Linked DNA regions of Mus musculus: regions 2, 3, 4, 5, 6 and 7 are each linked to region 1. A link is a contact called in public HiChIP or PLAC-seq, Micro-C and promoter capture Hi-C data. All regions are on one chromosome and are shown on one strand. Each heading gives the region's core, a stretch centred on a gene start, on an enhancer-like site or on the middle of the called end of the contact. The rest is flanking DNA. Distances are from core to core; before and after follow the strand shown.

Region 1 (2,759 bases), core at 70-2,569:
TTTTAAACATAATTTAAAAACAAATTAACAAAGTCATATTTTTTTCTTTTCAGAAATCTGATTCTTGTTTTTTGGTGTTTTTTGTTTGTTTGTTTGTTTTTGTTTTTTGTTTTTCGAGACAGGGTTTCTCAGTATAGCCCTGGCTGCCCTGGAATTCTCTCTGTAGACCAGGTTGACCTTGAACTCTGAGATTTGCCTGATTCTGCCTCTGAGTACTAGGATTAAAAAGTTTGTGCCACCAATGCCTGGCTCAGAAATGTGATTTTTACACAAATTCAAGATTTATGTTTAGCTGGTGAAAAATATGAAGCTATTGTCTAGGTTCAACATATTTCCTCACTTTTGGTTTTTTCATGGTGTGAGATCCTCTGAAACTGGAGCCCCAAATGGTTGTGAACTACCACGAAGGTGCTAGAAAAAAGACCTCCGGAGCCATCTCTACCCAGGCCCTATTTTCCTATGTTTTGACTGACCCTTAGGGTCTTGTCTTTTTCTTTTTAAACATTTATTTCTATTTTCTGTGTATGAGTTTTTGCCTCCATGTGTTTCTGCACCACTGATATCTCAAAACACTTGCCAGGCCTGTCACGGTATGGGTTGCTCCGACAGTGGCCTTCACCACCATTTTACTGTAATGCTTGGCTAGAACATCTGGAAATTTTACTGATGTCTGTTGTGTTTGACTTTCACTTTTCTGTACTTTCTCATTTCTCGATTTAAACCTCTATAAGTTATTGGACTGGAAAGTTACCCGACTACGTCAAGCTTCCTCTGGGGGAAAAGGGATGGACACTCGTTGAGGTTCGTAGCTTCTGACAGGGTTTAGGTGTGAGTGTAGGGGGTCGTTTGCTTTCTCACTATATATAATCATTTCTGTAAAGCAGGTGGATTGCTATGGGCACGCACGCTCCAGGAGCCTGGGAACCAAGCTACTGAGGCCTCCGCTACAACCTGGCCCCGCCCACTCACCGGGCTCTCCGGCCCCGCCCACCGCGCCGGGAGGAGGAGAGGGGTGGTCTCTCTGCATCACGTGGTCTCCGGGGGAGTAGGGGGTGGGCGGCTCGCCGGTCGCCATTTTGCGCGGGGCCGAAAGGCGGGGCCTGCGCACTTCAGGGCGCGCGCCCCTGGTGCTCGCGCAGGCTCAGCGCTCCGCCCCACGGCTCCCGGCTCCTGAGGCCGCTCTCCGCGTCCAGCCGCGGGAGAGCCTGGGAGGACGAGGGGGTGTGGCGTGTCGGCGCGTACCCGCGCCCTCCAACCGCTGGCCGGTGGGGCGGGGCCGCGGGGAGGGGGCCGCTCCGTCCGCGAGGGCGGCGCGCTGCGGTGTCCGCGGCGGCGGTGCCTGCGGCTGTGGCGGCACGCTCCCGAGCGGCGTCCGCGGCGCTCCCGGTAGCCATGTACCGCAGTGGCTCCCGCTCCTCCGTCTCTTCGCACCGGTCGAAAGACGGCAGCGCGAGCGGCCCTCCGCCGGGCCGTCCCGTGGGCGCCTCCTCAGGCCCCACACGCCGCCCCTCGTCGCCGCCGCCGCCCTCTTGCTCCTCGCTGCGGCTCCCCGCCCGCCGCCACCGCTCGCCCTCAGGCCACCGCGGCCGCTGGGCCTCGCCGTCCCCGCCTCGGGGTCGTCGCGGCTCCCCGTCCCCGCCCCGCGGCCGCCGGGCCTCACCGTCTCCGACCCGCGGCCGCCGGGCCTCGCCATCCCCTCCGCGGGGTCGTCGTGGCTCCCCGTCCCCGCCGCGCGCCCGTCGCGGCTCCCCGTCGCCACCGCGGAGCCGGCGACACTACCCACCTGGCCTGGGTGGCTTCCGAGGCAGCATTCGAGGCGAGTCCCGCGCCGACTTCGCCCGGGACGGCCGCGGAGACCATCCAGGCGGCGGCGGCGGCAGTCGGGTAATCCCACCCTTCGCCCATGTTGCCCCCATGTCCCCAGCCCCCGGGCCCTCAGGCCAGAGTCCGAATGTCCGAGTCTTCCCCGCTCCCTGACAGTCCTGGGTGCCTCCTTTACACAATAACGGACCCGGGACCCGTTCGGTCACCCGTGTTGGAACAGAACAGGACGCCCGGTTTCTAGGGGGAAGAGGCTTTCGCTCTTGCTATGTGGAAAAGTTCTCCAAGGCGAGGGGCATTTCATCCATACTGACTGGCGCTTTGGCGTTTCCCTTTGGGTTTGATCAAATTCGTTGCTTTAAGGCCCGAGTTTAGCAGAACATCTGAAATGCCTGGTGGCCAGTGAGGAAAGCTTGAACCAAAGCAGACTGGATGCTTTAGCTGTCATGGAGTCTCAGTTATAGCTGTTATTCCGACGAGAGGTGTGCATAATCAATCATTGTGATTGCTGCCATCAGCTAGAGACACAAGAGCAGCTACCAGCAATCTTTTAGGGCTCACGGTCCCTTGAGGTAAAGCAATAGCAATAGGTGTTATCACAGCCAAGGAACCAGCTCAGAGAGGTTTAAGTAGCTTGATCAAGGTGACACACAAGTGATGGAGCTGTGGTTCAGCTCACATGTTGGATTCTCACAGCCTGCGATTTTACATGTTAAAATGTGCTGCTGCTGGAGGGACAAAATGTGGGATTAATTTATGGTTGTGGTGGGTGTAGCTGAGTAGTACTCAGTAGGGCTTACAAAACTGTAAAACCCGATTTGGAATCTTAGCATCCTAATTTTAAATAAAGGTGCAGGTGTGATAGTGACCCCTCAGCTGGCACTACAGTGCCCTAGTGTTCTGGTCATAAACTGATTTGTCACATTGTGAAGACTTCT
Region 2 (2,759 bases), core at 116-2,615, 880 kb before region 1:
AGAACAACACCTTTAACCTACATGGAAAAGAGAAGGCAGAGGATCACGGGATAGATATACAGGCTTGTCAGAATTCACTATTGCTATAGAAACTCAAGTCCAAAATAGACTATGTATTCCCCGAAAAGAAGCTGTGCTTCAAAAGTTCAAAAGACCCAAATAACACACAAAGACTGGTGGCCAAAAGAGCCCCCTGGGTGGCCAAGGCTGTCCTTCTGACCACAAAGACCTCAGTTCTGTAACCTCTAGTGCAGTGGCTCTCAACCTTCCTAATGCTTCAACCCTTTAAAACAGTTCCTCATGTTGTGATGGCCCCTAACCATAGAATTATTTCATTGCTACTTCATAACTGTAATTTTGCTATTGTTACAAATCGTAATGTAAATGAATGATATGCAACCCTATGTGGTTGCAACCCACAGGGTGAGAACCACTGCTCTGTTGGGTCTTAAACTTGGCAAATCCCTTTCTCTTCCTAGATCTGCTAACTTTCCCAGACTAAAGGTCAAGCAAGGTCATCATGAGAAGTCCTTGAGCTGTCTAGCTGCACCCACAAGGTCTGTTACCATAGAAAGGAAGTCAAGGGGACTGGGCCTGCCAGGACAGGTATCTCTTTTCTCTCAGCAAAATTCAAAGCCTCAGGGCCCTGGGAGGCTCATGGAAAGCCATCGCCACAGCTCTCAGCCAACAGCTTTGTCCTGACCTGTCGACCTGGATTCTCTCATCCCCAAGCAAATTAAAAGACCAAATGTCATTAAGCAATTAATAATGGAGCAGATGCAGTCTGGCTTCTGTGTCTCCACCAGACTCCTGCTCCAAAGAACCTGCTTCAGTCCCTAAGGACAAAGTGGCTCTGCAAACCGAGGGCAGAAGAGGACCTGGCAAGGTCTTAGAGCAGTGCCTGGCACTTACGCAGGGTTCTTGACCACCTCTTGAATACTCACGATCCCTTGGCACTCTTCAGCCTGGATCAGCACAAACCACACGGTCCACGCACCGAATTGCACCCACACCTGTTCCTTTGCAACTCCACAAAATCAATAGCACAACAACCATTACTGCCAGAATACAGATTTTGGAAGCAGAGGCATTGTGTTAATATTGCTACTAACGTTCAAAATACAGCCTAGCATGTAATGATCTTTTTATAATTATCTGTTCAATCCTGGATGAATTAAGGGCCTACTCTATGCAAAGTTACGGTATGCTGAGCCGCTCGCCAGGGGAAGAAGTCCCCTTCTTGGGGAAACACTTTCACTAGAAGCTGAGACTTGCCCCCCCCCCAAGTCTTCCACCCGCCAGGGGCCGCTGTAGGAAACACTAGGCGTCCTTTCGAACGTCACTCTTTGACCCCGCGAAGCCGTTGCCCGGAGCTAAGATGGCGGTGGCGTTGGCTGCCGCAGCCGGTAAGCTGCGGCGAGCCATTGGGAGGTCGTGCCCATGGCAGCCTTTCTCAACCGAGCCCGGTCCACCCCACGGAGCGGCCGTGCGGGACGCCTTCCTGAGCTTCTTCCGAGATCGCCACGGCCACCGGCTCGTGCCCTCCGCTACCGTGAGGCCGCGCGGCGACCCCAGCCTGCTTTTCGTCAATGCAGGCATGAACCAGGTAGGGGCGGGGCCACACCGATCGGGGGCGGAGCTCGGGAGTCAGCCTGAGAAAAGCGCTTCAGGATTGGACCAAAAAAGTGAGGGGCGGAACTCTGAGTGGAAGAGAGGCTGGGTAAAATGGGGTGGGGGCCTGGTTAGGTCTTGGGGAATTAGCTTGGAAACTTGTGGGGAGAAATTAAGTTTATTATCTCTGGATAGCAGCTGTGAAGTCCTGAGGGGCAGGCTCTGAGTGGAAGACTATTTAAATAAATAAAATTCATCCATTGAGTAGACATTTATTGCACTCCTGCTAGGTGCTTGGTAATATTCTTGAAGCTTTGATTCTGTCCAACCACTTCCCTTATCTGTAAATTTTACTACTTTTTACTAGGCAGAGTCTCTTGTTTAAGTTCATTTACCTCTTCTCTACCCTTCCTGACTTTTATGTGCTTCTAGTTCAAGCCCATCTTCCTGGGCACAGTGGATCCACGAAGTGAGATGGCAGGCTTCCGACGTGTAGTTAATAGCCAGAAGTGTGTCAGGGCTGGAGGACGCCATAACGACCTGGAGGATGTGGGGCGTGATCTCTCTCATCATACGTTTTTCGAGATGCTTGGCAACTGGGCTTTCGGGGGTGAATATTTTAAGGTGAGTTTCCAGGGAGCTCTAGAGTTAAAGTCTTTGAACCCTGAGTGCTGGATGTTGTGACCAAGAGCTAAACACAGTGTGTTATAGGGGAGACAGAAAGATGACTGGGTTGGTAAAGTGCTTGTGGATTCCCCAGAACTCGAATTTAAAGTGCGGGCTAACGGTGTGTGCCTATGATGCTGGAATGGCCAGATGGGAGATGGAAACAGATCCCTGAAGAAGTTCACAGACAAGCTAGTCTGGCCAACATCAAAGTCCCAAGCTAATGAGAGACCCTGTTTTAAACAAAAATTAGCTCCTAAGTACAGTCACCCATAGTTGTCCTTTGACTTTCACAAGCACATGTCCACATGTTACAGGTGTGTACACCACACATACACGGGCACGGGCACACACATACACACACGACATCCAATAGGAAAGAATATGCCTCACTTCGCTGATTGAAGGAAGGGGTTGTCTCCTGCTTAATGGCTATTTAAAAGTTAGCTGAGCAGATAGCCAGGCAGCTGTATTGAGATTGT
Region 3 (2,759 bases), core at 167-2,666, 790 kb before region 1:
CATCATAAAACTGGCTTAGGCTTGGACAAGTATACACATACATATACACACACACACACACACACACACACACACACACACACACACACATCACTTCTCCCCTTGCAGAAATTCCCACCTCTCGGGTTCCACCCACATCCAAACATTCCATTTGCTGCTTAGGGGCTTTCTTTACTTTTGTCCCAGTAGAGATCTGATAGCAGTTCAGGGCCTCTGGTATCATTTCAGCCATGCCTTGACCTGCCGAGATGGAGAGGCCCTGAAAGCTATCGCCCATCTGAGGCCTTCCTGCGTCCTAAGGGTCCTCTCACATAGCTCAGTTTCTCAGCCTAGTTTCTGCTACATCGGAATCTTCTCTTGAAATCTGAGGATGCCCCTCTTCCAGCTGCCCCGTTTCTACTAAACAGTTAGGGCGATTGAGGTTTAAAGAGGCTCCATCACTTGAGAAAGCCCGCAGAGCTGGTGAATGGGGGTGACAGCATCAATACTCAATGTACCGATCATTCTAGATTCCTTCTCAAGTGGGGAAGGCAAAATTAACAAGGCTCCTCAGCTATTCGTGTAGGCTTCCAGGAAGGCAACAGTGCTCCAATTAAAGGGTTAAAACAAGTGGGAGATTCAGGCCATTCTTTCACATAACATTAGTTTCAGAGTCATGACAACTCACAACCATTCCACCACGCATATATTATTGTATGCAAAGGTCACACAAGCAGGACAAGAGGAACAGGACGGAAGGAGGGTTAATGGAGAAGAGGGGGTTGGCTCAGGCTTGGCAAGAGGACCCGAATGGGGTATAAGGTGCAGGGGTGGAGAGAGCCTTCATCCAAAGGAAGCCTGGGTGTGCGCGTCAGTCCTTTATCTTGTCACACGTTCACTCTCCGCGTAGAGTAAATGAGGACTCGCCCAGGAAAGGGAGGCCAGGAACAGGAGTTTAGTCTGTAAATGGCCAGCTAGCTCCCTTCACGTCCATTTGTATTCCCGCATTCCCCATCCTCCTGCCTCGGGGCAGAAGGCAACACAACCCCTCCCTCTAGTTCACACAGGACTGTAGCATTGAACTACCCACACGCCGATCCTCTGCGGAAGTCAACACAGCGACAGTCGCTTCCAGGCCCAGAAGCCAGGCTGTCTTGGGCCCAGCTCCGCCCTGGTCCCCACAAAAGGAGAGTCCCCCTACCCAGAGCCAGGCCCATGCGCGCCACGTGCTGGCGCTGCTCTGCACGCGCCGCGTGGGGGCCGCACCCCAAAGTCCCTGTCGCGGCCTCGGAGCTGGCAGACCGGGCCTCCTTTTCCCTCCTGGCAAGCCGGACACTCCACTCTCTACCCCGGAGTCCCCAACATGTCCCACCCAAGCCCTACGAGCACCTGCTGGAGAAGGACACCTCCGGCGACGAAATCTGCGCGCTTGGCCAGCGCTTCCCGCGCCCGCCCGAGCGCTTTCAAACCCGCCCTCTGCTGGGTCCGCCCCGGGCCCGTGGGAGCCACCTCCTCCCGGCGACAGCCCCGCCCCCAGGCTCCTCGCCGCCCCCTCAACAGTTCACCGGCTCCCAGTCAGAGACCCTACGCCTAGGGCCGCCAGGGCTGCTGGCTTCGATGGCGGAGCACGTCTTTGGACCCTTCCCAACTGTCACCCGGACACGCGAGCCTGGGAGGGGGGCACGGGCCCCCCACTGCGTACCCCTAATTTCCGCGCTGGCCCTGCGCTCCTAACTCCTACACATTCCACGGCGGGACTCTTGCACAGACAGGCCCTCTGCTCACCCAGGTCCAGACGCCCCCACAAGCCACGCTCCACCTCAGGTGTTCCGTTATCCCTCTCCGAACCCCGCCCACGCCATTATTCACACTCCACCGTTTTACTGCTAGCAACCCCCTCACACACACACACACACACACACCCTTCTAATACATCCTTTTTCCTTTCCACTCCTCCTTTTCCCTTCAAGAAGACTTTCTGGGATACCTCAGATTTGAGCGTTCTGGAACCCAGACGCTGGAGGTGTTTTGTTTTCTCTCTCCTGCCCTCAGACTCGCCGCACACCACACAAACAGCATCTCTCCCCCCCCCATCCCCATGTTGCCTTGAAGGCTCCTTTATGAAGGCATAAGAGGACAGCCCTGAGGCCTCTAAGAAAACTGAAACACAGCTGGAGACCGGAGAAAGGGGAGCCAGGAAGAAAGGCCTCACATCCTGCACATCTTTGTCCTAGCCAGCATTTCACTGTCCCATGTCCCATCCCAAGATAACCCTCGGGGCTAGAAGCCTTGCTGAGCCTCTTACCATTCATACCCCTCCCCTTCCTTCCTTCCCCCCCCCCCCCCCGCTGGGGTACAAAGGAGGAGGGACCCCCTACAGTAGCACTCCCTACTGATGTATCCCAGAAGTTGGGGAGGGTCCTGAGGCAAGAACATCCCATCCAGATTGCCTGTCTCACCCCACCTCCCTAAGGAACCTGTGCTCCAGAGAAACCATTGGAGCTAATTAACAATTACCAGTGCTAACATCGTAGGGAAAAGACGCACTCAGTCTCCCCAGAGGACGACTGAGCCCTTAGGAGGTAGCTGACTCTGTAGGACAGTGGGTTCTCTCAAGCTGCTCTGGTGGGGGCGTATACAGCCTTCCTGCTCCCACAGAGATGACACATCTCCCCACTAGCACTAAGCAAACAGAGGGCAGGAAGTCAGGCTTGGGTGGTATTTTTCTGGGCACTATCCCATGGCTTAAGAGTAGCCTCATGTCTGTCCACAACGCCAGA
Region 4 (2,759 bases), core at 115-2,614, 760 kb after region 1:
CAGGAATTGATACCCGGAGTGACACACCCCTTTGGGCCCCGCCCTTTCAGGCATGTCCATTTTCGCCAACTGATTGTTTAGAAGCTAGCCTGACATGTTGGGGGGGGGGGAGAGGAGGAGGGAGGGAAGGCGCCTTTGCCTTATGCATTATAGGCACAGAGAAGATTAATTTTGTAGGTTCCAGAATGAACGTGGGTCTTTTCACAGCTTGGTAAGCAGGCATCCACGTAGCAGGCATGTGCTAATATCAGAGAGCATTGACAGAAGCTTACTGTGGAAATAGTCAGTCTAGCAGCTGTGCAGAGAGCACTCTGTTAACCGGCCTGTGCCTGTGCTATTTGTTGAGTTCAGAGTTTAAATTATAAAGAGGGGAGAGAGGAGAGGGTGTTGTGTTCCGTGCCTCGTATATTAAAATGTGCAGACACGGAAAACAAAGCTTATTTAGAATTTTCTCTTTCTTTTTTGATGTATGGGTTTATCGTAAGAACACAAAGTATTGTTTTTCTCTCCCTAGGCAGGGTGGGGTGGTGCATAGAAGAATTTGCCAAGAGGCTGATAGGGTGAGAAGAGCTAAAATTGTTTATATTTAGTAGTTGGTTTGAGTTTGTGGGCATTTGTAACGTGACAGAACTTCTAAGGTGGCTGTATGCTCAAGGCAGGCCAAGGTGAATCTGAAAATGGATAGGGTACCAATTTTTAGCCGGTTCTGCATATGGGGGTTATTGTTATTATTTTTTTTTTAAAGGATAGCTCTTTGGGTTCCAGCTTTATTCTAGAGTCACGTGGAGTGAGAACCCAGAGCTCTTGACACTGTCTTCCTGGGCCAACGGCCAAATTGCTTCATGGACTCAGGGCGAGTTGATTAACTTCTGTTTTTTGTCTTCTCCTGGAGAAATGGATTTGTACGTTGGCATTCCACAAAGGCGCTTGAGCGGCCTGGCAACTGTGCCAACATGTAAAAGCCATTACTTAGGAAAGCCTGCTGTTGGTGTAGAGTCCCTCATTCATTTACATCTTATGGATTTTTTTAAAAATACTTTTAATTGTGTTTTTGTTCGTGAGTCTGCATGTGGGTATGTACACATGTGAGTGCAGATTCCTGCTGAGGCCAGAGGCGTGGGGTCTCCTGGAGCTGCAGTTATAGGCAGTGGTGACCCTCCTAGTGGGTGCTGGGAATGAAGTTCCGGTAGTCTGCCAGGAGCAAGCAGTTAAGTGCCCTTCACTACTGCTGAGCCACCTCTCCAGCCCTGTTGTAGATTTATTAAAAAAAAAAATCCTAATTATACGTGCTGCTGTAGAGGGAGCTTGTACTTTCAGGCACCCAAAATAATTTCAGTTCATCTTCGAAGTTTCCTCTCCAGCCAGCTGGCTGGATGATCTAATGCTGAGTCAAGCTTGAGGTTAGTTAAGCTGTTGTTCCCGGGCAGCAGGTAGCTTTGGGGAGGCGAAGTGGACCCTCAAAGCTTAGTGTGAACTTGCCTGATGAGCTCACATGTGGGCTATTGCAATTCGTGCGAGTGGTGATAGGGTCCTTACTGACTGACGGTGTATGGTGACTTCCGGGACCTGGACTGCCACTCTGGGCTTTTCGGGAGAAAGCTCTAGATGGTTTTATTGACTTTGGATATTGACCCAGAAAAAATAAGGATCCAGACAGGTGCTCCAGACCTGCCCTGGAGCCACACATTTCTGAACTCACGAAACTGTGTGGCTGAAACAGGGAAGAGGGCTGGAGTCCTCAGAGATCTTGTGGGAAGGCTACAATCTTAAAGGATCTTGTGGGTTAACCGTATTTTTAGATTTTCATATTGGAGAGTAACTGGTGAGGTTAAAATATAGTTGAGATTTTTCTCTTTATCCCCACCCTGTCCGGAAAGGGACTAAAACCCGCCGGATTGCAGTTACTGGTATGCTTATCCACTGATGGATATGGGCGTGCGTGCCTGCGTATATGCGTGCGTGCTTGCGCGCATGCGTGTGTGCATACGCAAGCCAGATGTCAGTGTTGCCTGTTTCCTCCTCAGGTGCCCTGTCACCTTATTTAACTTATTTATTCATTTGACTTTTATTTGTGTATATGTGTACCCCTGCGCATGCGTGGCGGTCTAGGGTAGCTTGTGGGAGCTGATTCTCTGCTTCCACTTTGTGGGTTCTGGAGGTCAAACTTAGGTTGACAGTCTCTGTGGCATATGCCCTTACCATGTGTCCCCACCTGTCCCAGGCCTCGGTCCGGCCCTTTTCACTTTAAATTTTGAAACGGAATTTCTCACTGAATCCGGAGCTCATTCATTCAGTGGCTGGCCAGTGAACTCCGGGACCCCATCCTCCTGTCTCTGCCTCCTTGTGCTCCACTATAGCCCCATGCCATCGTGTTTATTGTTTCGCTTGTCTTAGGTGGGTGATGGAGATCTGAACTCGGGGTCCTTCTGCCTCTGCAGCTGCCACTTTACCCACTGTGCCATCCTCCCCGGGGCTGCATTTTAAAGAACTATTAAAGTCTTTCTATGTGAATTGCTCCATGAGTCTTTTAGAAAAGCTCTTCTGAGTTAAAGGACAGACACAACCACCAAAAACCCCTCTGGGATGTTTTCTAAGAATTTGAAATTCCCAGAGTAGCCACTTAGAGGAATTCGGGCCGAGGAAATGAATATTTAGGTTGTTTGTTTCCGCCTAGAGGACAAGAAGCTAGGAGCGGTGTGGGTCATGCTGGCTACTGATCTACTGACATTGAAAATACTTTTAGAGGAAGAAGAGAAGGA
Region 5 (2,759 bases), core at 174-2,673, 750 kb before region 1:
TTTCCGAGACAGGATTTCTCTGTGTAGCCCTGGCTGTCCTGCAACTCACTCTGTAGACCAGGCTGGCCTCGAACTCAGAAATCAGCCTGCCTCTGCCTCCTGAGTGCTGGGATCAAAGGCGTGTGCCACCACTGCCCGGCTCCATGGTGTGATTAAGGGAAGGTTTTTACTGTAGGGACGAGAGAGAGAGAGAGAGAGAGAGAGAGAGAGAGAGAGAGAGAGAGAGAGAGAAGATTGAATATGGCCGGTAGAGAGAGGTGGGAGAAGGAGGGAGACCAGGAGAACACAGGCAAAAGACTGGAGTGGAGAGAGAGAGAGAGAGAGAGAGAGAGTCAAAATAGCAGGGTTATAAGACTGAGCAGGTGTAGGAAGGGCTGAGAGGAGCCAGGATGCAGACATGGACTCTGCAATGTGTAACAGACACGTGTGACACTCAGGGAACTTTGGTATACTAATAAACACCGCAGGTAGCTACTTGTTCCCTCTGTTAGTGATAAGGGGAAAGGCTTCTCTTGGCAGAGGTGGGACTGGCTTCCTAAGTTCCTGACCTATGTTGGCTTTTGTCTAACTGCCAGAATTTGGGGGAATTTGCAGAATTTGACAGAAACCACCGGTCCCTAGGAAGCTGTACACAGAGGCAGGAAGTATCCTGATTGCTCTGTGGAACGAAGGTTTAATCTAAGGGAAGTGGTTTAATCTAAGGGAAGCCTTATCTAGGAGGCTGAGTCACGGGAGGAAGGTCCTATGGTGGCATTATTACTGGCTCTATAAGAGAAGGAAGAGCGAGGACCAGGAAGATGGCCTGCCACTCAAGCCTGATGGTTGGGACCCAGGGATTCACTTTAAAAAGCCAGATAAGGGGGTACGCATCTGCAATCCAAGTCCTGAGATGAGATGGAGAAACACCAGCTGCTCTCAGCCCACCCAGCCAGTCCGGAGCCCGTACAGCAGCCGGAAGACAGACCTCCAGTCGCCTACCAGAAGGGACTCCTCATTGTGTGGTCTACCAGCTGGCTCTTGCAACTAACTGCCTGTCCTTTGATTTGGTTGGTTGGTTTGGTTTGGTTTCCAAGACAGGGCCCTGGCTGTCTTAGGAACTCCCTCTGTAGACCAGGCTGGCCTGAACTCATAGAGATCCACCTGCCTCTCAAGTCTGGGGATTAAAGGCGTTGGTCACCCCCACCACTCCCAACACACACACCTGGAGCTTGTCCTCTGATCTTTGAGACCCCTGCGGTGCGGTCTTTGGAGGAGGGGCAGTTTGAGGGAAAATAGGACAAAGGCACCTCAAAGCCTTGTGGCCTCTTGGCTTTGTCAGCCCCAGGTCAGGCTTCGCTGGCCATTGGCTCAGTGGCGCCCCTCCACCCCACAACGTTCAACGCATCTAAGAGTTCCTAATGTTTTCAAAGCTTGGGGCTGAGCTGCGTTTAACATCCTGTAACCCTGCAGCGCCCCCTAGTAATTTGTAGACAAGCACATTTGCAGAGCCCCTCTTTGGTATTGAAGAATTAAGTGGGAAAATAACCTTGTCCTCTTTATTAGAATAATGTGTACGACGCGGCGCGGGGAGGCGATGGAATTCCTGACAAGAGGGCGGGCTAGGAGGCGGGTGTGAGTTGACAGCACGCGGGAACACTTAAGCTGAAGATTGCCTTCGCCAGAGAAAAACTGGCGGAGAATCCACCTCATTTTTAGTCTAAATACGGCGTGAGAGTGCTCGGGGCGTGGTGGGGGTGGGGGAGGGGGGTGTTGGTGTTCCGGTCAGCCCGGATCAGGGGACCAGAGTAAACACTGTGCCTGGGGCACTGGAGAGCGAGAGCGACAAGGAGCATCCACCATCCTGGCCGGAGCAGGAGCGCCACCGGCGGAGGGAGGAACGAGGGAGCCAGGCTTCGCATCTCCCTACCCCCACATGGTTATTTGCAGCCACTGCAAAGACAGCAGAAAAGAGGAGACTTTCTGCAGAGGATGGAGAGTGGGTGGGACTAGAGGGGAGGGGTTCAGGGTGTGGCCAGACGACCCTTCCCATGCCTTCCCTCTTACCTGGTTAATATCCAAGCAAATAGAACCAGTTTTCTTGGTGTCCATGGATAAGAAGAACGCTGTTTTAAGGATAAGGGCGTGGGGCAGGGGTAGAGGGCGGGGGCGGGGTTAGATCTGAGATGAGGGTTTAAAAGACCCGAAAGGTAGTAGAAAGGTATCCCTTTTTCATCAGGAGTGAATCACAGCTACCCTGGTTAGGAGATGGGTCTGGTTCAGAGCGCTTGGCTCGGACCCATTTACTTTGAATAGAGCCCTGGGAAGAGGAGGGGGGCACTGACTTATTTGTTTTGCACTAATTTATTGTGTGTGAGAGGGGCATGCAGGTGCATATATATGACAGCTTGCACCTGTGGAGCTCAGAGGACAACCTGAGGCTGCTGATGCTCGCCTTCCACCACGTGGGCCCTGGAACTGAACTCAGGTCTTCAGACTTGGTAGCAAGCACTCTTATATGCTGACTCATCTTGCTCCCTATTGTTTTAACCCAGAGTCTCACTAAGTAGCCAGGGTTGCCCCAAACTTGTGATCCTCCTGTCTCAGCTTCCCAAGTTCAAGAATTATAAATATGGGCTTTTTTTTTTATCGTTGGGACAATCTTTTCATATTTATTTATTTATTTGTTTGTTTGTTTATTTATTTATTTATTTATTTTTGAGACAAGAGTCTTCTGGCTGACCCAGGCTGGCCTCAGGCTCACTCTGTAGCTGAGGATGACT
Region 6 (2,759 bases), core at 172-2,671, 700 kb before region 1:
AAAAAGGGGTTCTTCGCGACTTATCACCCATCTTCTGCCTCAAAACATCCCCACCCACCTACTCGCTCACTCCCTGGCCAAGACTTCAACAGCAGGCCCCAGCATGTGCTACCTGGTACATGCCAGGACGTAGACCCTCTGGTACCCGGGAGGACAAAGGTGCTGGCAGCATACCCACCACCTGAGCCTGGCAGCCACTCCCCTTCCCCTTCTCTCTTATATCTGGAAGGCAGAGGGCTGTGGTCCCCTCTTCAGGAGGCGTTGGGTACAATCTCATTCACCCGACTACTGCAGACCGGGAGGAGGTTCAGGGTCAGGGAGTGGTACTCGGTAGAGAGCAGAGCCCCAAGCCCCTCTGAGCAACCGGCCGCCAGACTTCCGATCAGGGGACCAAGGCGGGTGGCAGCACAAAGCTCCAAGGGCAGCCAGCCCCTCTGACCTCTCTTCCCCACTTCCCGGGCATCCTTGCTTTTTCTGAGCAACACAACGACAAGCTTTGGGACAGTCCGCACCAGGCGGTCAAGACGGCCGGGAGGGACAAAGCGCGCCCCCTCCCCCTCAATAGGGCCTTTGCCTACTCCGGATTCGCGTCTGAATCTTCTCCCCACCGCACCCTCCAACGCAGGCCCGGGCGGCTCATGAATGAACTGCTCTGTGTGGGGCGCAGGAGAGGACATGCTCCCCGGGCCGGCCGCCCTCTCCAGCCCGCAGATCAGTCCCCACCAGGGTTGGGGCAGCTACTCGTCTGGTGCTAACACCTCGAGCCCTGCCCTTTGCCCAAGCATGAACCCCTTGCTTGAGGCCGGCTTCGTCCCCAGCAACAAGAAAAAGAATTAAAAAAAAAAAAAAAGAGAGAGACCGAGGGCATTGGACTTGGCGACCCTAGAATGCAAAACTCGGGGGCGGAGGCGGGTGGTTCCCTTCAGCGGCGCCGGCGGCTGGGGAGCAGCTGGGACCGGAGGAGGGCCGCGCAGGGGCCGCACACCTGGACGGAGCAGGTGGAACTAGAGTGGCACTCGAGGGCCGGGACGCAGGGGTCCCACGCCTTGGAATATTCCTGAGGGGCGGGGGTAGAGGACGGCGCACATCTGGAGCCCCGACAGGGGTGGGAGGACTCACATCTGGCAGGGACGGTGCGGGTTTGGGGACAAAGCGTGCCTCCGTTGGGTCCCGTGGGGCCCGGGCACCTCTGGGTCCCGCAGGAGGTGGAAGGGAGGGGACGCGCAGCTGAGTCCGGGTGCTTTTTTTTTCCTTCCTTGGGGTGGTGGTGAGATCCTATGAGCCAAGTAAGGGGTGCTGGGGAGGGGTCCGCGTACTCACCCCTAGGCGCAGACTCGGCTCCGACTCGGGAGCCCCGGCTCCGGGCGGGGCGGGGCTGGGGAGGGGGAGGGGGAGTCGCCGGGCGGCTAGAGCTCTGGGCTCCTGCGGCGGCCGCGGCAGCGCGTGGGGGAGGGGGAGCAGAAGGAGGGAGGGAGGGCCGGGGAGGGGCTCCCGCAGGACCCGCCCCCACGCCGCACACGTAGAAAGTGCGCGCGCACTCACGGAGAACCCCTGGCGCGCAGGCGCAGCGTGCGGGGCGGGGCCTTGCCAAGCGGGGGTCCGTGGCGGGAGATTCCCAGGCTGTTAACGCGGTACGGTGGGGGCTCAGGGGAACACCTCGCACCCCTCGCGCTGCTTTTCCCGGTTTCTTCTCTGCAATAAGGGAGGCGCTGTCGGGGAGGGGTGAGGACAGGCCTTACTGGAAACCCAGTGTCAAGTGAGAAGGGTGCTCACTCTTCGCGAGGCCTCAGATCTGGACCCTCTCGCTGCCTTTTTGCCAAAGGCTTCGGGGTCCGCGCCTCCCACGCGCCCCCGATGCGCCCACCTGCTTATCCAGTTCGGGATGTAGAGCCTCGGGGAATGGGGGCTGAGATCTTGCCTGGGTTAAGTGGCTAGGCCGGTTGCTTTGACGCGTCTCCCGCAGTTTTATCTGCTTCTCTCTCTTGCTGGGCCTGGAGATGAGTTTGCTAGAAACTTCTGTGGTGTAAAGAGGGAGTCTTTGCTTTTGCTTCTGTCAGGCTGAATGACTCCTTTTGCACCGGGGATTCCCTGTATTCTCAGTTCACCAAAGACCTCTCCTAGTGGGGGGGTGGGGTTAAGACTTGAGAGTTGGAGAGGTGGAACGCCCCTTTTCTGTATGTCACCACACATCTCGAATACAAAGACACGACAGATACCACCTGTTAAATTTCGAGGTCTTAAAGGGGACAGAAGAAATACTGCTTCCCGCTGTACGCAGTAAGTGAGCTTTACACGCTGAGACTTAGATGAGGAACTGTGTAGCGGTCACAAGAGGCGAGACGGGATCACCTTGGATTACTTGGGAAATGGTGGCACCCAGGGAGGGTCTTGCATCACGACTGGACACTACCATCCTGGTCACTGTGTTTGCTGTATGTGGCTATTCAGCTGCTCGTTTTGTAGCTGGGGGTTTGCAGCTCTAAGATTTGGTCTGTTGAAGTGTCTTTCAGACACTCCCATGAGTGGCTTGGAAATCAGTTTAGTAGATCATGGCCATCGTGTGTGTGTGTGTGTGTGTGTGTGTGTGTGTGTGTGTGTTGCGCCTACAGTAGGTATTCTGTCTTGGGACACAAGGGCATGGGGGTGTATTAGGTGTCTTCTACTGTTTCTGTGTGTTGTAGAAAAGTTTGGGAAAGTATTGATCTCTTGTATACCTCTCGCTTTCCTTAGCTTGAGTTTTTAGTCAGTTAAATCCTCTG
Region 7 (2,759 bases), core at 176-2,675, 630 kb after region 1:
CAACTACTGACCCTAACATCCTGTGTGATGATGTGTTAAATAAAGAGTCACTCATTTCCTGGGAGCTTTTTCAACTGGAGGCCTCTGAGACTAGGCTCCCAATTGTCTGAGCTATTTACAGTCACCGTGGACAATCTGTTCTGATAGGTGTCCCCTGCCCTCACTGGCAAAAGATGACGCTGAGTTTGTTGAAAGTTGTTGTCTTTGTAACTTTGCTACTTGTATCGGCGCTTGTTGATACTACATTTTAAGTCTTTACTGTGTCTGAATGGCTTAAGTTTAGGGCCTAAGGGTTCCTGATAGGCTGTGATCAACGCTATCATTAATGAGCTTGCATCTGTTCACCAAAGCTGCTTTTTCAAAGTTATATAACGTTTGTTCTCCGTCCAACTTTTCCCAACTCCTAGAAAAATTATGTATTTTTTTTTTTAAATCTGCCAGCCTCCATGCTTAGCAAACGTGTCGAGGCACCACTACATTACACACAGGCACCAAGGTTACCATCTAACGAAATAAACAAGTGCAAAACAACTTTTTAAAAAAGCACCGAGGGGGTAATGTTGGACTGTGCTGCCTGCAGCCTGGGTAAACTCCCCTCCCCGCCCCCCAGCAACAAAGTTGGAGCTGGGAGAGGATAGAATCCTTCGGCGCAGACACTGCTCCGCTTATCCTAAGAAATGGCATCAGAAGGTAAAGTAGGGCGCTTATACGACAACGTTAGGAAGCCGCTCGCTCCCATCTTCCAACAGCCAGCATATAGGGCAAAAACCCAAGTGTTGTAGACTTAATGGAGAGTGAAGCTAATTAGGGATAATGAAAGCTCTGTAGTAAGAGTCGCCGCGTATAAGGAGGATCTGAGCACCGAAGGCGCGGAGCAGGCTCGATGGCCTCCTGGGTCCTTTTCCCCACGGGACATGGCCAGCGCCGCTGTTAGCCGAAGTCAGTGGCGGGCTCCGGGATTCCCAGGACTCTGTTCCTCCCCCGGGGCGCGGCCTACGAGGGCCGGACGTAGCCCTCCCGGGCTCCCGCACTCACCCCTGCGATCTCTTCGGCAGAACATTCCAGCAAACTGCGGTCGATGGCCTGCACCTCGGGCTCCATCTCCGACGCCATCTTCTCTCCTCCTCCTCTCCCCGGGTGCTCTCGCCGCTGTCGCCTCTCCCCGGGCCTCAGCTTCGCCTCTGCTCCCGCAGCCGCGACGGTCACCCCTGTCCTGGGGCCGTCAGTCCCGGGCCGTCCGGGCTGCCGCCGAGCCGAGATGCGCGAGGAGCAAAGCGGGACGCGAACCTGCAGCGGGGACGGCAGCCGCTTGCGCGCGCGCCCGGGCTCGGCGCCCAGAAGTCAAGTCGCCTCCTCGCCCGTGACCGGGGGAAGGACACCGAGAACCCCAGGCCTGGCACTCCGGACAGCCACTACCGCGTTCAACGCCAAGAGAGGGGCAAAAACACCCAAGCGAGGGAGCAGGGCATTCTGGGTACTGTAGTCGTCCCCTGAGCGGCCAGGGAGAGAAGCGAAGCCTCTAATAAGGAGCGGCACACGAGTATCATGGGAGTTGTAGTCCATCCCCTGGCGGAAGCCTGGAAAAAGACAATTTAGAATCCGTGAGAGGGGCTTGACACCAGAAGAACGAAATAACGTTTGAGATCTCGTCTTAGTCTCTTAGTCCTATTTATTCTTGTCATTTTTTTTTTATCTCCCCAGCACCAAGAATAATCATTCCTGGCGCGATAGACACACAGCTGTCTGTCAAAAGTCTGGTATCTGATAAACCCTCAATTGTCAAAAGAATGAATGAATCGCGCGTTCTATCCCGGAGGTTCTAATGCCTTGTCATCCTGGCACTAGTCACCGAGGTGTATTTAGTACCGAGATTTTGAAAAGTTTTAAGGTACAATTGCAAGACATTTAATTTATGACCATTGATTGATATATATCCTTTTCTTTCCTTAAGTCTTGTTGCATCAGAAAAGGCGTCCAACGAATCAACTTAAAGACCAACTCTCAGAGTCAGACAACCCTGGAAGCACGCGCTTACTTCCGCGTCCAGCCTGCCTACTCCTGCGGCTGCGCGGAGGGAGAGCCAGGGCTAGAGCTGCGACTGCCATTGTTTTTTGCAGTTTCTCAAAAGGTCAAGGAAAAAAAAAAAAAAAAAAAAAAAAAAAAGACTTTAAGGTTCAATGGCAGGCCACAAAGCAACAGAAGAAATACTGGATATTTTTTTTTTTTTAGCTGCATTGCTTTAAGACTATACTGACAGAAGCAGATCTAAAAGCAGACCGATTGGAGGCTTATATACACTGACTGTAATTTGTGACATGTATTTGAATATCTTTTAAATTATCTTCGTGGAGAAGATTAGGCTCTCACAGATGACCAGACAAACCCTAATTGCCCTGTAGGAAGAGGCTGGTATCTTGTACTGGAGTTGTTAGGGTTAGACCTTGGAACCTGCGGCTCTAACAAGCTAGGCTCAAGCATATATCCTCAATATAACAATTAAAGAGATAAGCAATAATGAAGAGACAGAGAAAGGAGACTTATTCGATATAGCCACATTGGGGAGAGGGACAAAAAGGTCCAGTGACCATCTGCCCACCCTCAAGTTCACTACCTTTCAGAGTCCTGACATGAGGTTTAGTTTTAAAGAAAGGGCAGCCCTGGTCAAGGTGTGGTCCTAGTCCATCGCTGGTCCATCATTATCTTGACTCCAGTCTCTCTTGCAAGTTGTAGAAACTGTAAGACACCTCTTTCTGGGAGGC

What was found. Promoter capture Hi-C pulls out the DNA fragments that hold promoters and counts their contacts. Hi-C and Micro-C count contacts between places; a contact is called where the count stands out from the background. HiChIP or PLAC-seq counts read pairs in DNA pulled down with a chosen protein or histone mark.
Region 2: a contact with region 1 is called in a promoter capture Hi-C map of pre-B cells, with 3 times the contacts expected there. The contact joins the promoter of Aars2 here to the promoter of Zfp318 in region 1. A contact is called at or near these places in 5 of 39 promoter capture datasets (the 3T3-L1 cell line, the C10 cell line, the HPC-7 cell line and 2 more).
Region 3: a promoter capture Hi-C map of pre-B cells shows a contact between it and region 1, with 2.2 times the contacts expected there. The contact joins the promoter of Slc29a1 here to the promoter of Zfp318 in region 1. A contact is called at or near these places in 6 of 39 promoter capture datasets (the C10 cell line, the HPC-7 cell line, cranial neural crest and 2 more) and 1 of 115 datasets of contacts at active chromatin or transcription factors (large pre-B cells).
Region 4: a contact with region 1 is called in an HNF4G HiChIP or PLAC-seq map of pancreatic cancer cells. The contact joins the enhancer-like site here to the promoter of Zfp318 in region 1. A contact is called at or near these places in 3 of 39 promoter capture datasets (hippocampal neurons and liver), 1 of 484 Hi-C or Micro-C datasets (embryonic stem cells) and 1 of 115 datasets of contacts at active chromatin or transcription factors (pancreatic cancer cells).
Region 5: a contact with region 1 is called in a promoter capture Hi-C map of the C10 cell line. The contact joins the enhancer-like site here to the promoter of Zfp318 in region 1. A contact is called at or near these places in 4 of 39 promoter capture datasets (the C10 cell line, cranial neural crest and maxillary cranial neural crest) and 1 of 115 datasets of contacts at active chromatin or transcription factors (large pre-B cells).
Region 6: a promoter capture Hi-C map of pre-B cells shows a contact between it and region 1, with 4 times the contacts expected there. The contact joins the promoter of Tmem63b here to the promoter of Zfp318 in region 1. A contact is called at or near these places in 5 of 39 promoter capture datasets (embryonic stem cells, hematopoietic stem and progenitor cells, hippocampal neurons and 1 more), 2 of 484 Hi-C or Micro-C datasets (both in embryonic stem cells) and 2 of 115 datasets of contacts at active chromatin or transcription factors (large pre-B cells and pancreatic cancer cells).
Region 7: a Micro-C map of embryonic stem cells shows a contact between it and region 1, with 5 times the contacts expected there. The contact joins the promoter of Ubr2 here to the promoter of Zfp318 in region 1. A contact is called at or near these places in 3 of 39 promoter capture datasets (cranial neural crest, liver and pre-B cells) and 1 of 484 Hi-C or Micro-C datasets (embryonic stem cells).

What each region holds. Positions count from the first base shown.
Region 1 is chr17:46,382,447-46,385,205 of GRCm38.p6, forward strand. Zfp318 (zinc finger protein 318) reads left to right here and starts at 1,320. Exons shown (of 10, transcript NM_207671.4): 1 at 1,320-1,884. The coding sequence starts at 1,393.
Region 2 is chr17:45,505,476-45,508,234 of GRCm38.p6, forward strand. Aars2 (alanyl-tRNA synthetase 2, mitochondrial) reads left to right here and starts at 1,366. Exons shown (of 22, transcript NM_198608.2): 1 at 1,366-1,606; 2 at 2,044-2,235. The coding sequence starts at 1,379.
Region 3 is chr17:45,594,114-45,596,872 of GRCm38.p6, forward strand. It overlaps Slc29a1 (solute carrier family 29 (nucleoside transporters), member 1), which reads right to left and starts at 1,417. Exons shown (of 14, transcript NM_001357771.2): 1 at 1,369-1,417.
Region 4 is chr17:47,143,822-47,146,580 of GRCm38.p6, forward strand. It overlaps a transcript of Trerf1 not described here. Among named protein-coding and RNA genes, the nearest start is that of Gm41589, 5.5 kb to the left of the region's middle. Within about 2 kb of position 1,365, at least 27 of the 459 cell types and tissues checked have an H3K27ac peak or open chromatin away from gene starts, as enhancers often do. A contact at or near this core is called in pancreatic cancer cells, where this site is marked.
Region 5 is chr17:45,628,683-45,631,441 of GRCm38.p6, forward strand. It overlaps Capn11 (calpain 11), which reads right to left. Exons shown (of 22, transcript NM_001013767.2): 21 at 2,044-2,102; 22 at 1,522-1,929. The coding sequence ends at 1,903. Among named protein-coding and RNA genes, the nearest start is that of Gm52283, 3.1 kb to the left of the region's middle. Within about 2 kb of position 1,424, at least 116 of the 459 cell types and tissues checked have an H3K27ac peak or open chromatin away from gene starts, as enhancers often do.
Region 6 is chr17:45,684,797-45,687,555 of GRCm38.p6, forward strand. Tmem63b (transmembrane protein 63b) reads right to left here and starts at 1,422. Exons shown (of 24, transcript NM_198167.3): 1 at 1,321-1,422. It overlaps Mrpl14 (mitochondrial ribosomal protein L14), which reads left to right and starts at 1,553. Exons shown (of 3, transcript NM_026732.3): 1 at 1,553-1,631.
Region 7 is chr17:47,009,107-47,011,865 of GRCm38.p6, forward strand. Ubr2 (ubiquitin protein ligase E3 component n-recognin 2) reads right to left here and starts at 1,426. Exons shown (of 47, transcript NM_146078.3): 1 at 1,036-1,426. The coding sequence starts at 1,113.